2 separate regions of the Mus musculus genome follow, and region 1 is linked to region 2. A link is a contact called in public Hi-C data. All regions are on one chromosome and are shown on one strand. The core of a region is the stretch at or near the end of the contact, and the rest is flanking DNA. Distances in the headings are between cores, read along the strand shown.

What was found. A called contact is a pair of places that touch in the nucleus more often than the background predicts.
Region 1: a Hi-C map of the N1E-115 cell line shows a contact between it and region 2, with 4 times the contacts expected there. The contact joins two enhancer-like sites. A contact is called at or near these places in 2 of 484 Hi-C or Micro-C datasets (the N1E-115 cell line and cerebral cortex).

The regions. Positions count from the first base shown.
Region 1 is chr6:36,669,726-36,672,425 of GRCm38.p6, forward strand. No RefSeq gene overlaps it. Among named protein-coding and RNA genes, the nearest start is that of Ptn, 140 kb to the right of the region's middle. Within about 2 kb of position 1,391, at least 16 of the 459 cell types and tissues checked have an H3K27ac peak or open chromatin away from gene starts, as enhancers often do. A contact at or near this core is called in the N1E-115 cell line, where this site is marked.
Region 2 is chr6:35,995,584-35,998,283 of GRCm38.p6, forward strand. It overlaps Gm38790 (a long non-coding RNA gene), which reads right to left. Exons shown (of 4, transcript XR_868978.1): 2 at 1,575-1,699. Among named protein-coding and RNA genes, the nearest start is that of Gm38790, 2.8 kb to the right of the region's middle. Within about 2 kb of position 1,363, at least 3 of the 459 cell types and tissues checked have an H3K27ac peak or open chromatin away from gene starts, as enhancers often do. A contact at or near this core is called in the N1E-115 cell line, where this site is marked.

The sequences.
Region 1 (2,700 bases), core at 141-2,640, 670 kb after region 2:
ATATTCTTTCTTGCTTAAGTGAACCTACATGAGTGCTGTTATTTTGAACCTGGAAACCTTTATGTGAATACAAAGTGCTGGAATGGAGGGCAGAGTGTTGGGATATTTGAATTAAACACTTGAATATCTGAATTAGCCAACCATCAATGTTCAAGCCAAATCCTTTTTCCATTTCAGTCTTGGTTTCTACCTTACTCCATAGCTTCTCTTATGACCTTGAATTATTCTTGGTAGTACTTTAAAAGTCCCACTATTTGTTCTTATTTACCTGTTTTTTCTGACTCAGCTCTGTGCATATTTAAGAAGGTACTTGTAGTGTGCCTGTCTCTGGTCTCTTGCTCTGCTTAGCAGCAGCAGCAACAGCAATTGCTTGCCGGTGAGATAGGTTATTTGGAAGACTTTGAGAATGGGTTTGATAGCGGTATGCCTTGGTTGCTAATATTATTATAAATGAAGCGTGATGTTTACACCTTTTCCAGGATCCATATGCTTACATCTTAGGGAACAGAGTTGAGAGCCCTTGCTGAATCTAGCTTAGACACTCTTAAAATCAAGAGCTACTCATGGCCACTTCGCTTTTAACAAACATATCACTTGAATGAAATGAAACCTAGAGCAAAGCAGGATCATTTGAATTAGGATAGAGGAAGAAAATCTGCTTTGTGGGAATGGCATAGAGTCTATAAAAGATGAGGAAATATTTTACTGAGTTTATTGCACAAAGCCCAACCATACTCTACAACATTACTGAAAACAGCTTGAAATTCCGTCCCCTACCTTTCTGATAACATTGTAAGTTTTGTGATTTTTGCCATTCTGTGGACTGTGTTTATATTTTATCATATTCTAGAATCTATTGGCTATAAGGTTGTAATTTAGGACACTCCTTTCTGGGTGAGTTCTTTGTTGATGCTTCAATTCCTAACTGAGTTTCAGCTGTCCTGACCCATGAAGACATTCCCTTGGTCTTTAAACACAAACAGATACATCTGACCTGTTTACTTGATTGGCGCTTCCTCAGTAATTGCAGCCATTATGACTGAGAAATGTACCTTTTCATTTAAGAATAGGTATTTGCCTTTGTTACAGTTACTATGGCTGTGATGAAACACTGTGACCAAAGTAACTTGGGAAGAAAAAGGTTTATTCAGCTGATGCTGAAGTCAGGACAGGAACTCAAGCAGGGCAGGAACCTGGAGGCAGGAGCTGATCCAGAAGCCATGGAAGGGTGCTGCTTACAGGCTTGCTCTTCATGGCTTGCTCGACCTGTTTTTATTTGTTTGTTTGTTTGTTTGATTGATTGATTGTTTTAGAGAACCAAGGACTACCAGCCCAGGGATAGATAGCACTACCAACAATGGGCTGGGTCCTCCCCTATTAATCACTAAGAAAATGCCCTACAGCTGGATCTTATGCAAGTATTTTCCTAGTTGAAGTTCCCTCCTTTCAAATGACTCTAGCCTGTGTCAAATTGACATAAAGCTAGCCAGCACACTATGGTTCTTCTTCTTCTCTTCCTCTACAGCCTTAATCATGCTCAGCATTCCTAACGACTATAGGACAGGCCAAGATTCTGTATCCAGAAAGCACAGATGCATCAGGACACAGGGGTCATGGCTAACATTCAGTGTGACTAATGGAATGTTAGTCACAAGAGGTCTTGCCTCCATTATGGTGAATTTATACACAGTCTTATTGAGTCATATAAATTTCTTTTGATGGGGTGTGTATGTGTACGCAACACTTATGCTCGTGTTGGTGGGGAGGTCAGAGGGCAACCTTGTGGAGTCAATTCTCTTCCAGTTCTGCCTGGGTTCTGAAGAAGCAGTCATGTAGTCAGCCTTGTGTGGCAATGAATAAGTTATCTCAGCAGTCCTTGTTTGAGTTTGAAAATTAATAACTATATAATGAAAAATATAAAAGCAAAAATCTAGGCCTTTAGGCCCAGGCTTGGGAATGTGACCTTTGTGACTCAATGCTCCAAGGTATGCTAATCATAAAACAGATAGCGACATTCCTCCACCCACCCGTTTCCTGGGTTAAAAGAGTGTTCATTCAAAGAATGTGCTGTTGTTAGGGGCTCTTAGAAACTGTCTTGAGAGATAGCCCAAACAATTACCAGGTATTCCTTGTGACTCTTGTGACTTAGCACTTCCTTGTGACTCTTAACTGTTATCTTTGGTATTTTCCAACAACGCCCTCCCCACTTCCTTGAGTTGTGATTTCTTCCTTTAAATACCCCCTTACCCAGGTCCTCTACCCCTGCGTGGTGTATGACCATGGGCCCGAGAACACTCTTGAATTAAAAGTCCTCTTGCAGTTTGCAGCAAGACCGTTTCTCGTGACTGATTTAGGGTGTCGCCTCTCCTGAGTCAGAACATGGGGGAGTCCTCACATTGTGGGTCTTTCAATACAATGGTATAGTGAAGGAAATATACTTTGAAACAATCAGTTTTTCTCTATCTCAAAGGGGGAAAAATTTAAAGAAAGGAAGAGAAAACACCAACCCAGAAAGCCATAAAATTGTTCCTCCCTTTTAATCCCCAACATGGAATATGAGGCTGTCCTGGAGTGACTTTATTTAAAGTGAATGTTCTGAGGAAAGAGGGTGGGAAGACACATGCAGAAGGGGGCATTTTGCCCTTAAGAAAGCAAAGGAAACTACTGCAAAATCTAAAATCATGTTCCCATTTGTATCTA
Region 2 (2,700 bases), core at 113-2,612:
GTATAGCCAAAGAGAGAATTATAAAGATGACCACAACACTAAATATTTGTACTTGTAGCCTTCAGACTGACTGTATGCACCTTAAAATTACACAGGGTGAAACTGTAGCATCTCAGTTTATGAAAGAATACCCTATAATGTTTACCAAGATGAAATTGCCCGGTACCCCACTTTCATACCATACCATATCCCTGTTGTGGATAGCCCTGGGGTTAATTATATTTGATAACTCCATTCTCCTGTGAGTGGCTTCCAACAAGGAATGAGTCAGCACTCAGGTGATTTCCTGTAAACCCGCTTCCTACCTTAATTTGTAAAATAAAGGAGAGCTGATGATTGGGCAGATAAAAGGGAAGGTGGAGAGGAATGCAGGCGGGAGAGAGAAGGAGAAAATGGAAGAGGGAGAGGATGCAGAGGAGGAGGAAGATGAAGAAAAGCAGAGCAGAAGCACATGGCCTGGAGAAACCGCAAGTTCTAAGGGGTCTCATCAGCTGTGGAAGATGGTAGTGTAGTGGTAGATCTGTCCAGTCTAGGCACACAGCATGTAATCACATTAACTGTGTTGTGTTTTCATTACCAGGGCATATTTGGGAGAAGATTTACTGTAACATATCCCTTTCTTGATGGGGACATAATGAGAAAAAAATCTAAAATTGAATAATCTAAGGTCAGACTGAAAAAATGAGGAGGAAATTTAACTGTAAGCAAAGAGAAGACTGAAATGAAGATTAAAAAAAAATGCAGCTCAAATCATCGGGGTTGGATACTTAGGAATCAGCTCATGTGATCTGCCATGATGTCAACTAAGGAAGTTCACATGACCTCAGTGGGGAAAGAGAAGACACATGAACAAAATCTTTGTTCATGATAAAACTCTCAGAAGCCAGATAGATTTCCTTAAGTAAATGAAGGGCATCTCTGAAAGATTTCCAGCTAGCTTCTTACTTAGTGGTAAAATTCTGAATGTTTTACTCCTAACACTGTGAAGACAACAATGGTTGCCCTTCCTATTGGTGTTCAGCATTCTTACAGAGGTTCTATCAGCCTGACAACGTAGGAAGAAGCGACAAGAATCATACGGATTGCAAAGGAAGCAAAATCATTTTAACTCAGAGCACATATAATCACTGTATACAGAAAATCCTCAAAAATAGACTATTGTTCCCAGTTAGTTGGCAACATTGAAATTCAGAAAGCCACAAACCAACTGCAATCATGTACAACTGCACCCTCTAGCAATTCCAACAGCACAGATATATAAAGTGCTTAGGGACTCTATTAATCAGGGCTTAATAGGAGAAAAGGACAGGATGAATGTATTATGATGGAGACTCATCAGATTGGCTTATACAGTATGACCTGTGGTGGGGGTGGGGATCCCACAATGTAAACATAGACCAGCCTAAGGACATGACAGTTATACAGTCTGGGAAGCTGGGTGCTTCAGCTGTCCCCACCTGGCACTGAAAGCCTTGAGGATTACTAGGGAGCTTCTGGTCTCCAGTCTAGGTAGGAAGGCCATAGAAGATGAAGGATGGCAGCAGCAGCAGCAACAGCAGAGTTGGTACACTCACCTGTGAGGAGGAAAAGTGATGGGGGATGAGGCTGCTTTGCTCTTCCCTTTTCCCTCTTGGATCTGGGTTGTGCATGAATGGTGTTGTCCATGTTGAGGGAGGTTCTTCGCCCTCAGTTAACCATTCTGGAAAATAGCATCAGGGACCTACTTGGAAGTGTATCTCTTAGTTGCTCTCAGAATCCATCAAGTTGACAACTAAGAGTGACCATCACAGAGGTAAAATACCGGAGCACCTGCAACATCTTTACAATGAAGGTGAATGTGGAAAGAGACATGAGAATCAGACATATAAATGGAGAGATTACCCATTTCCATGTATTAGGTAACTAAATACTTATTTTATCTTTTAATCTCTGTAAAGTTCTATGTACATTATTTTTGATCCTATTAAAAATCCCAGTGGGGTCCAGAAATGGACAAAATAATTGTAAAATAGTATAGAAATGAAAGGACATGGAGTAACAAAACAGTATTAGACAACAAAAATCAAGTGGTAAGCCACAGCAGCAGCTGCTGCTGATTATATATGTATATGTATATGTATATGTATGTGTATGTGTATGTGTATGTGTATGTGTATGTGTATGTGTATGTGTATGTGTATATGTATATGATGTATATGTATATGTATATCAACAAATCTAGTAGAACAAAGTAAAGTTATAAAACAGATATATACACTGTAAGTCTTCTCAAATAGGCCTATCTATTATTTAAGAAGTTAGTTGAGCCAACGTGTTTAATTTAGAATGGACCCAATGCTATTTAACATATGTTTATGAAAAATGGTTATACACAGAGGCAAATAACAAAATTGCAGTGGATAAATAAAAGGAAGATATGAAAGGCTTATGAATTAGCAAATATGCTGTCAGACTCTTAACAGAGACTCTGTGATGAATGCTATTCTGAAGATAAGACACAAGTTCAGACCTTATGTTTCTTGTTTTGGGAGATTAAATTTACTTATGGAATACAAAAAGAATTACGTACATACTTCAAGAGTGACGTCCAGATCTTCAGTCATACACCCGCAAATGTACTGAAGACACAATGTGATTAAAACTCTTAAAAGAGCTTTTGAAGCAGGGCAAACTGAGCCAATACAGCATCTTTTATGATAT